Regions from separate parts of the Mus musculus genome. Here region 1 is linked to region 2. The links are chromatin contacts, called in public HiChIP or PLAC-seq maps. All regions are on one chromosome and are shown on one strand. Each heading gives the region's core, a stretch centred on a gene start, on an enhancer-like site or on the middle of the called end of the contact. The rest is flanking DNA. Distances are from core to core; before and after follow the strand shown.

The links. HiChIP or PLAC-seq counts read pairs in DNA pulled down with a chosen protein or histone mark.
Region 1: an H3K4me3 HiChIP or PLAC-seq map of the SCID.adh cell line shows a contact between it and region 2, with 14 read pairs. The contact joins the enhancer-like site here to the promoter of Mrpl35 in region 2. A contact is called at or near these places in 1 of 39 promoter capture datasets (macrophages), 3 of 115 datasets of contacts at active chromatin or transcription factors (the SCID.adh cell line and embryonic stem cells) and 3 of 9 other capture datasets (adipose tissue, embryonic stem cells and pancreatic islet).

The regions. Positions count from the first base shown.
Region 1 is chr6:71,754,354-71,759,850 of GRCm38.p6, forward strand. Reep1 (receptor accessory protein 1) reads left to right here. Exons shown (of 7, transcript NM_178608.4): 2 at 2,011-2,083. Among named protein-coding and RNA genes, the nearest start is that of Reep1, 49 kb to the left of the region's middle. Within about 2 kb of position 3,383, at least 136 of the 459 cell types and tissues checked have an H3K27ac peak or open chromatin away from gene starts, as enhancers often do. A contact at or near this core is called in the SCID.adh cell line, where this site is marked.
Region 2 is chr6:71,821,007-71,826,945 of GRCm38.p6, forward strand. It overlaps Mrpl35 (mitochondrial ribosomal protein L35), which reads right to left and starts at 2,778. Exons shown (of 4, transcript NM_025430.3): 1 at 2,710-2,778. The coding sequence starts at 2,752.

The DNA.
Region 1 (5,497 bases), core at 2,133-4,632, 66 kb before region 2:
AGCATCAGCACCCATGCCCACTATCACCATCATGCTCAGCATCACCACCATGCCCAGCATCAGCACCGTGTCCAGCAGTACCACCATACCCAGCATTGTCTTCTTAAATTCCTTCACTCCCATTGCCATCCTTACTCTTCCTTCCAGCCCCTTTTCTTTCGTCCCCTTTTCTTGCTTATCTGGATTCTTATGCCTCTCATCTCAGCCAATGGTGACAGGAAATCAGGCTTGGAAGAGGCCAGACTATCTGGATTCAGCCCCTGCTTTACTCCTTCCTTAATGATTATGAGACCTTGGGCAAGCAAGTGGCCAGCCTCTCTGAGCATTGAGGCTCTATGTGCATGAGGGGGGTTCTTTGGCCAGAGAAGTCTAAGATATAAGGTTTGTAAAGTACTTGAAACAGGCATTTGTGTACACACACACACACACACACACACACCTTCCTACTGTGTCAGAACTGACCTGGTTCTGTTATTTTCCATAGACATTGATGTCCCCAGCCACAGTGCTCCTGGTAAAGCTATCCCCTGCTTGGTTAACTGCATCTCTTTTCTATGACTCTAAATGCCTAATAGGTATTAACTTTGGATATTCTCAGCATGGTATCTTTAATAACAAGAATGGATCACCAAGTTCTGTCTGAGGTTGCCAGCTCCTTTAAGATCTGAGACTGTGTAGCTTTTGTACCCAGTCTGTTTGCACTGAGGTGACAATTGCAAGTGGCTTTGTCATTTGAAGTAAAAGTATGAAGCCCTTCTAGGTCTGACACTCTGTTCATTTAAAAATACCTATTAGGCTGTGTGTGGTGGTGCCACCTTGAATTCCAGAACTCAGGAGACATTAGCAGCCAGAACTCTTGAGAGTCTGAGGCCGTCCTGGTCTACATAGGCCAACCAGAGCTACAAAGTGAGACTCTGTTTCAGAAACATAAATATATACTGGGTGGGTAAAATGGCTCAGTGTGTAAAGGTGCTTGCTGCCAAGCCTGATGACCTGAGTTCGATCCCTGGGACTCACATTGTGGAACCAAAAATACTGACTCTCACAAGTTGTCCTCTGACTTCCATGTGTGTGTCATGGTACCCATTTGAATACATACACAAATGAATAAATTTTTAAAACACCTGTTCTCAGGCATAGAGTTGCATGCCTGCAACCCCAGTACTCGGCAGGCTGAGCCAAGGAGGTCTTCAGGTTGAGGTCCGCCTAGAGCAAATAATGAGGACCTGTGCTCAGCCCTCGGTGCATTTATAGTTCACTGGTGAGATGCCTATCAAAGTGCCAAGTGAAAGAACACCATGATGCTATGTACAAGATGCTGAGAAAGTTCATTGGGAAGAGTTGAGCTAGTCTGGGAAGTCAGAGGGGTGTCCAGAGAATCATGTGGGAGTCGGGATCTAATGGATGAGCAGGTATTAATAAAAAAAAAAAAAAAAAAAAAAAAAGACAGGGAAGATTCCAGAAGAAAGCAGCATTGACAAAGGTAAGGTATCAAGAACGGGCAGGTAGAGCTTCCCCTGAAGATGGATCTCAGATGCAGGCCTGAGAGTTAACTACTCACTGACCCTAGTGAGAGAAGTGAAGGCAGAGGAGGTGTGCTGATGGGAGGAGATGTGGACCTGGTTAGATTTGTGAATATGAAAGCTTATGCTGGCTGCAAGATGCTGAGGCCAAATTCAATGATCCTAGGCTTCCAGCATCTGCTGGTGGAGATCAACATCAGGAGAGGAAGCCATCCTTCCACAGAGCCTTAGCTGCTGTCTCCTCCTGTCTTAACCTCCATAATTCTTGGTCGCCCTTCCATATTGCCCAAGCCAAGATAGAAGGAAGTGTGTGGGTGGCTGTCTCAGGAAAAGGTGTTTCTAAGAATTATGTAGCAGTGAACGGGAAACCTTCAGGGGAGTTATTTCCCTGGCTTGAATGGTTCCCTGGATATGATGTTTTATGATTTCCATCAAGCAGGATGGGTGAAAATCATGTCTCTCTTTTTCCTTTGTCTCGTCTCTGCAGGCTTATATTTGGCACCCTTTATCCTGCATATTATTCATACAAGGCTGTGAAGTCCAAGGACATTAAAGAATATGTAAGTGAAGCCGCTCACTGGGGGCGGGTGGCTCAGCGTGAATGGTGGAGGAACTTGTCCCTTAGTCTGGGTCTGTGGCAGAAGGGAACCTATCACCCTTCTCATGTGACTCCTCAGAAGTCCTGTCCCCATCCAAAGCTGTCCCCTGTCCAGACCCTAAGTATCAAAGTGAGGAAAGCAGCGAACTGTAAGGAGAAACTGAATCTGGGACTCGGGGTCAGGTGCCATGGTGACTTCATCTCTCTGGCCAGTTCCCTCACCCGGGGAACTGCAGACCACAGACCACAGACCACCTTCTTCCCCCAGAGACGGCACACAGGTTTGAGAAGCCATGTGACCTGGGTTATTACCTGGCTCGCTGGTTCTGACCCGCTTCCAGTCTGTCCTCCGACACCAGTTTTAGCCTGGTTGACGTGTCAGCTCTTTGAGGGTGGGGGTGTTCCTAATCAGCTCTCTGCAGCACTTGGCAGAGAGCTGAGCCCATGGCAATGGAAAAGCAAAATCTTTTAAAGTATGAATGGATTAATTCAGAGCTAGCTTGAAAGTCATTATTTTCGTGGATTTCCCAAGAAGTCTTTATGATGAACACCTCCAGTTCAGCTGCAACCAAAGCCCAGCCCCCTTGCTCCCTGTTCCCAGAACCACTTACTTCAGCTGCTCCTAACAGGGGACCCAGAGTGGGTGACTTCTGGAGGCCCATCCCTGGTATGTGTGAGGACAGCCCTGTGCCCATGCTATAAATAGCCAAAAAGCTGCAAACACAGAGGCTCCCAGTTCTCAACTGACACAGCCCAGGCTAAAGCAATAGGCAGCTTCTTCTTCCAGTGCTTCCCCCTCCCGAGCCCTCCCCACCTGTGGTACTCAGCAGCTGGGCCTGGGAGGGAGGCCTTACTGAGGTCTCTGTAATTCAAGGCTGATCCGCTCCAGGGCAGGGGCTGAGCACGCTTGCTCGCAGGCAGCTGGGCGAGATCAAACCCTGGTAAATCGTTCTGTGCTGACTCAGCTCACAGGAGCCTGGTGTATGGCCAGAGTGGCAGCTCATTCATTTTGAGTGAGACCTAACTGACAAGTAGAACAGCTGTCTGTTGGCTGGGGTGTGCACACTTCCCCATGGGGGAGCTTGGCAGTTAAGGTTAGAAGGTTTCTGGGTAAAACTGGCTTTGGGAGATGGGAGCTGAGGAGAATCAGGGGAGACTTGCCTCCTCCTGCTGCCCCTCACACACGCACACTGTCACATATGTTCAGTGCGTACTCTCAAAGCCCCCACTCTAGCATGCTCAGTGCCATATCACATGTGCACTCACACGGTTCATGTTTCCTTCTTGTGGTCTGTTTGATTTTATTTCTGTTGCTGTGATGAAATGCTCGGACTAGGGGCTGGAGAGATGGTTCAGTGGTAAGAGCACTTGCTGTTTTTCCAGAGGACCTGAATTAAGTGGCTCTCAACACCTGTTACTCCAATTCTAGGGCATCTGATGCCCTTTTCTGCTCTCTGAAAGCACCTAAACACACATTACTACACACTCACGCACACACACACACACACACACACACTCACACGCAGAGAGAGAGAGCAAGGCACAGAGACACAGACAGACAGACAGGAATTAAAAAAATAAAAAGAAATCTTAAAACTTTAAATAAGGAAACACTTTGACCAAAAGCAACTTTGGGGAAGAAAAGAAGTTGGCTTAAACGTCTAGATGACTCCATCACTGATGATCTCCATCACTGAGAGAAGCAAGGGCAAGAACTCAAGCAGGATCTTAAAGGCAGGCTGCTTGCTAGTCATGCAGGAGTGCCTCTAACATAGAAATTCACTCACAGCCAAGGAAGTCTAGCAGAACCATGGCAAATGCTGTTTTGATGGCTCACTTGGGCTCATGGTCAGCTAACTTCCTTATACCACCTAGTACCACCTGCCCAGGGATTGGCGCTGCCCACAGTGGGCAGATCCCTCCCATATCAATTAACAATCAAGACAGTCTCTCATAGGCATGGCCACAGGTCAATTTGATCTAGGGAATTATTTTTCTTTTTTTCTTTCTTTTTTATTCTTCTCTCATATATTACACCCTGCCTGCAGTTTCTCTCCCCCCCCCCCCACCCACCTTCCCCTTTCTCCATGATCAACCCCCTTCCACCTCCCCTCAGAAAAGACCAGGCAGGCCTCCCAGGGACATCAACCAAACACTGGATAACAAGCTACAGTAAGACCCAGCAACAGTGAGGCCCGGCATGTACCATCATCAAGGCTGGACAAGGCAACCCAGCAGGAGGAAAGGAGTTGACAAAAGAGTCAGGAACAGCCCCTGCTCCCAATGTTAAGATTCCCACAAAAAAACACATCCGTAGCACATAAGTAGAGGACCTAGGTCAGACCCATACAGGTTCCCTGCTCTCTTAAGTTCCCATGAGTCCCAGTCAGTTGATTCTGTGGGCTGTGTGTCCCTGACCCGTCTGGCTCCTCTGATCCTTCCTCCTGCTCCTCTGCAGGGCTCCCTGGGCTGCCCAATGGTTGGCTGTAGGACTCTGCACCTGTCCCCATCAGTTGCTGGATGAACTCTCTCCGGACTCTTTGATGTTTGTTTTGTTAGGCTCTGGTCCCAGAACACGCTGCAGGCAGGACAAGCTATAGGTTGAAGGTCTTGTGGCTGGGTTGGTGTCCCAATCCCTCCACTTGAGGCCTTGCCTGGTTACAGAAGATGGCTGGTTCAGGCCCCCTGTCCTTCATTACTAGGAGTCTTTGCAAGGATTATTCTCGGAGAGCCCACGGGGTTTCCATTGCACTGGGTTTCCACCTTGCCATTGAAATGCCCCCCAATTCCAGTCATTTCTCTAAATATTTTCTGCCCCCCAACACCCTGTTCCCAACCCCACCCACCCTCAGTGCAGCCCTGAAATCTAGTCTATTTCGATCTCTTGAATTTCTTGATGAAGATTTTCTTCCATATGATTCTCAGCTGTGGCACCTCATAACCCCATTTGTACAGGAGACGACCTGGAACTTTCCCGGGACTCCAGCCTCTCCTTCACTATCCAGCTGCATCACTTCTCATGCCCAGTTGGTGACTGTGCCCATCATCCTCAGGGCCATGTCATCTCCCAACGCAGATCTCCTGTCGTTCTCTACAGCCGCTCCCTGGGGTCTGCTTCAGATCATTTTCCCTGAGAAGAGTCAGTGGTCTCTTGAACTAGCTTTTAAACATATTTATTTATTGTTTTTAAATTGGTTATACCCGAAATTATATTCATTATCTATAATTTATAAAATATGTACAAAAACATAGGTTATTGAATAATGCTATTTTATTTTATTTTATTTTATTTTATTTTATGGGTATGGATGTTTTGCCTGCTTGTCCTAGTGTACCATGTGCCCGCAGTGCCCTCAGTAGCCAGAAAAGGGCATCA
Region 2 (5,939 bases), core at 1,528-4,027:
ACAAAACAAAACAAAACAAAACAAAACAAACAAACAAACAAAAAACCCAAAAAACTTCCCCAACAATAAAATTTCATATGGCTACAAGTGTGTCATTGGAGGTGGCTTTGGTATATGGTAAAGAAAGACTTAAATAAAAAGAATTAAAATAGTTTAAATTTACACATTGAAAATTTATTTTAAAAAATCAAGCATTAGATGTTAAACAATAATTGACCATAAAGATTTATTAACCTGCTCTCAGAAATATGCCACTAGCCTTGGATGACTGCTCCACTGAATATATCCTTTCAGAGTTGTAATGCTTGGATGGTTTCTATTATTAACAATGTTACCTGTTCTGTTTGTGATTCAGAGTTTGCGTGATTTTTGTGCTTTACTGAGCCAAATGATAATGATGGTATTTGTAATTGCTTCACTGAACACATCTAAGAGTTGTAATATTTGGGTTTTTTTTTTTTAATGTATAAAAACCCCTGCCTGAGACCTGCAAAATGCACTCAGATTCAAACTGCCTCTGTGTTTGTTTCTGTTTGTCCCCGCAAAATCCTTACCCACTTAGCTTTCCGGGACCCTCATTCCAGGGACCGCCATACCCGACTGGGGTGGTCTGTGGCAGAAACCCAGGCTCTAAAAGAAGGATTACTCCTGAGAGCAATCTCAGACATGTGCCTGCATGCACACACATGTGTATATGCCCACATATACAAACATTGCCACAAATACAAATATACTAAATTGTATTTCAATGAAGTTAGCTTTAAGAAAAACAAAAAACAAACAAACAAACAAAAAAAAAAAAAAAGGAAAGGCCAAGCCTGGCATGTTGGTAATATGCTAGTAAGTTCCGTGTGCAAGAGGCTAAAGCAGACCAGAGTTCACATCTAGCATGGGCTACAGGAAATGCTATCTCAAAAAGACAGACACCAGCAACAATTTGATCTGGGTGTAGGGTCCTATGCCTGCAACCTCAGCACTCCAGAGACAAGGGCAAGAGAATCCCAAGTACCAGACCGACATGACTATTAATACAGCATGTTCCTGGTTAACCTGGGCTGCATAGTGAGACCTTTCCTCAAAGCAACAACAAAAGCTCTACCAAGTTGCATCTACCTAATCTGATGCAAGACTTAGACCACTCCACTGTCTTCTCTACTGATCTCACCAAACAAATGGGGCAGTGTGGTGAGTAAGGGACAGGTTTGAGCCAGACTAGTATTCATTTCAGCTCCTACTAACGAGTGGTGTGAACAGGAACAACTTCCTTAACCTCTCTATGCTCATTTCCTCAACTTTAAATTAGCTAATTATGGAGAGGATTACATGAGATAATATACTAAAATGATTAAGAGGCCTAAGCTTGAAGAAAACATCGAAACAATGCTAACACCAGATAAAGATGTGCTGAAGAAAAGCAGGTTTGGGAGTCCAAGCACCTAAAATCTCAGCATGTGGAAGCTAAGGAGGACTGAGAGTTTAAGACCAGACTGGGCTCCATAATGAGGCCTTGTCTCATTAAAAAAAAAAAAAAAAAGAATTTAAAGGTTGTGATGGTGGTGGTAGTGGTGGTAGAGGAGGAGGAAGAAGAGTAGGAAGAGGGTTAGAGAGATGGCTTAGCAGTTAAAAGCACCAACTGCTCTTCCAAAGGTCCTGAATTCAATTCCCAGCAACTACATAGTGGCTCACAACCACCTGTAATGGGATCTTCAGGTGTGTCTGAAGAGAGCGACAGTGTACTTACATAAATAAAATTTTTAAATCTTAAAAAAGAAAAGAAGATACAGCAGTCAGAAATCAAAAGGGTTCACACACACACACACTGGAGTAAATAAAAACCAGACATTACACTAGACATATTGTATATAAATTAATGTAAAGTTCAAAACTAGACAAAATATGCTTTTGAGAGATGAAGGTATAGTTGCTCAAGTGGCTATGGGAATAATGACCGGGGCAATGCACGGGGTGGAAAGGGGCTTGGCTTGAACTGGTGTTAGTTACACGTATGTCCCCTAATATAAACTTTTTATATACACATTTCATAACTCACAAAAGTTCCATTTTTAAGCTCTAATACCTGGAAATTTTATATGGTTACTTTTTTCCCTCTTGGTCCTCTGCCTATTTTTCCACAAATGTTATCTCTACAGTATAAGTTGTGTGCAAGTCGCTTACTGATCACCCCTATCATACTTGAGTACTTTTAATTTCCTATCTGGTTCTGCCTTCACTCCTAAAGCCCGCCCCGCTACCATCAGAGGGGTGTACTTCAAAACGAATTTGACCAGGCTCCTGGTAATTACACACGGTTCTCAAGGAGACCAGATACTCGATGCTTTACACACTTGTTTAACCCACAGGTAGGAGGAAGCCCCATTTTACCGCTAGAGAACCAAAATACTCAGAGAAATTATATGACTCTCAAGGTCAAAGTTGAGAGAGGTGGTTGAACCTCTAAATCAGATTTTTTAAAAAAGCGGACTTTTGGGTGTCACCCTCACCTCCTCTACCTCAGTCTCGGGTGTGCTTCCTAGGGCAGGGTGGATCCAGTGAACGCGGGTCATGGGCACTACACTGTGCAAGGTATCGCGCAGCAAACCTCCGACCTCAAGTCATCTTGTTTTTCTTTCCTCGTTAACATCCAAACTAAATTCCCACTCCCTCCCGCGCCGACCCTCTTCTCAGTGAAGCTGTCAATAGAACACTGACCTGAGGCAGCTCTCACGGCGCCCGTGAAGATGGAAGCCGCCATCTTGCAGCCTGCCTACGGTGGCCGCAGTGGACTCAAAGTTACAAAGCAAAAGGATAAGAAACGTGGAGGAGGCGGAACTAAAGGGAACAGGCGTGGCCAAGGTTGAGCTCTTTGAACCTTGCCTTTCTGCCCTAAACCACCGTCTTCTTAATTACTTATTTTGCCTTTATGTTTGGGTTCGCGCACGACCCTGCGTGCTTATGGGGGTTAGAGAAAAACTTGCAGGAGTTGGTACTGTCTAAACTTTTGTTTGTTTGCTTTTGTTTTGTTTGAGACAGGTTTTGGGGGTTTTGTTTGTTTGTTTGTTGTTGTGTGTTTTGTTTTGTTTTGTTTTGTTTTAGATTTATGTATGTAGCCCTGGTTGACCTGGAACTAGCTCTATAGACCTAAGCTGGCCTCGAACTCACAGAGACCCGCTGCTGGGATTAAAAGTGAGAGCTACACTCCTCCCCTATACCCCAACTCAACTTCCCCATTTTTGAGACAAGGTCTTCCAAGATCCCGAAGGTGACTTGGGACTCCTGTACTCCAAGTGACCTTACTGCCAGTATAGATATGATAACAAGGATTACAGGCTCTGCTGCTGAGCCAGCATGGATTGTGTAAAGACACTTAAAACGAAAATAAAAAAGCAAAAATTAAGGTGAAAAGGGAAGAGAAAAGTCCAAAATAACAAGAAAAACAAACACCCCACAAATCTCATTTAGAGAGTGGCGGTTCAATTTTTGGCTTCAGGACTCTTACACTCTATTGAGGAACTAGTAGTGGTGGCTACACCTAGGGTAACAGCTCCATAGCAGGTTGAGGCTTGAAGACCTCAGAAAATTATTGAAAATTCAAAGAGCTTTAACTTATATGGTTATATCTACTGGTATTTGTTATACTAAAACTTAAAATTGGGAAAAATAGGGGGCTGGAGAGATGGCTCAACTTTTAAGAGCACTGACTGCTCTTCCGAAGGTCCTGAGTTCAAATCCCAGCAACCACATGGTTGCTTACAATCATCTGTAATGAAATCTGATGCCCTCTTCTGGGGCTGTCTGAAGACAATTACAGTGTACTTATATATAATAATAAATAAATCTTGAAAAAAAAAAACTCAGTTGTCTTTTTCCTACTGCTGCTACAAAAACTATGACAAACTCAGTGACTTAAATGCCATAAATTCACTATCAGAGTTTTGTAGGCCAGAAATCTAAGATAAATTCCAAGGACTAAAAATCAAGTTATACTAAGGCTGTGATTCTTCTGGAAGCTCTAGAAGAGAAGTCCTTTCTCTTGCTTTTTTCCAGTTTCTAGAAAATGTCTGAAATCCTTGGCTCATGAACACTTTTGTATTTATTTATTTATTTATTTATTTATTGTTTTGCTGCATAAACATCCACAGGCTAGAAGAAGGCATCATATCCCCTTCTGGTTGTGAGTCACCATGTGTCATTGTAAGTCCTCATGTGGTTTCTGGAAATTGAACTCAGGACCTCTGGAAGAGCAGCAAGTGCTCTTAACCGCTGAGCCATCTCTCCAGCCCCTAGTTTTGTATTTTGCAAAGACAGTGTCTTATTCCTCCCATCCTCCTTCAATCTTATAATCATACTTGACCTACCCAGATAATAAAAAGTGGTATTCTCATCTCAAAAATACTATATATTTAGTACTGGGAATTGAACTCATGACTCCTACATGCTAAGAATGCCTGCAATAACTGAGCTACAAAAAATTCTTCTTCTGGCTTTTGTTTGTTTGGTTTTTGTTGACATGTTCTCACTCTGTAGCCCTGGCCAGCCTGAGACAATCTGTGTAGACCAGGCTGTCCTTGAACTTAGAGATCTTTTTGCTTCTGCCTCCTTCGTAGTAGGATTGACAGACTCTTATATCCACAGAATGTTTTTTTCTTATAAGGTACCATATCCAAAGAGATTAGAAGAAAGAAGACATCCTGAGGGTCTGGTTGTTTTGCTTACCACACATGATTAAAATAGCAATCATAAATCCACTAATGTTAAACAAAACTAATAACTGTGAGAAATCTAAGGTCCAGCATAAAAAACAAATACATAAAAGAGCCCATTTATACATGGTGATCCATGCCTGTAATCACAGTATTTGATAACTTGAGGCAGGACAACTTGCCTCTAGTTAAAGGCCTGTCTGGGCAAGAGTGAGACCTTATTTATTAAAACAAATAAAACAAGAAAAGCATCAAAAACCTAAAAATCCCTGAGTTATGAAATTTGCTTCTACATTCAATTTCTTGTGATATTAATAAATCAAGTAATCTCTGTACAATTATGTGATTACCAGAATAAAAAGGCAAATAATAATTTACCATTACAACAATAATTTTCAGTTTATGAGCTCCTCTGTATGAGTCCCAGGACTCCCCACGGGTTACCTCAATCACATTTTAAAAACACTCAAGACATTTATACTTGCTTCTCCGAGACATGGGCTGTGTAATTGGGTAGTGAGTCTGAAACACTGTTGTCATGTCAGTCTGCCACCTACCTACGGTGGCCATTTGGAGTCCAAAATCATCCATATATGGTAAAGTCCATATATAGTAAAAGGTCAATGATATGTCCATAAAGGCTCTTTTGAAACTACTAATTAAGCCTGGTAGTGGTAGCAGCTGCATCATACATCTTTGATCTCAGCACTAGGGAGGCAGAGACAGGCTGATCTCTGAGTTCCAGGCTAGCCTGGTCTATAGAGTGAGTTCCAGGATACAGAACTACACAGAGGTACACAGAGAAATTGTCTCAAAAACAAACAAACAAACAACAAAAACCCCTACTAATTATTGTGTGTGTGGATATGCGTGAGGATTAACTTTTTAGTGTGAGGGATACACACACACACATGTATATATACATACATACATACATACACACACACACACACACACACACACACACACATATGCATGCATGGGACTAATTCTGGGATTCCATTCCCCTTACTCTGTTGATGCAGGGTCACTTGATGTTTCTGTTGCTGTGCTACATATTTGAGCCTATCTGGTCCAAGAACTTTCAGGCTCTTGTCTGCTTCTCATCTCACTCACCACAAGAATTCTGGGTTTGCAGGTGGATACCCCACATTTGGCTTCTCCCGTGGTTCAATCTTGCACAGCTAGGGCTCTTATTAGGATCCATCTGCCAGCATAGTTAAAGGTAGTTTGATTGGC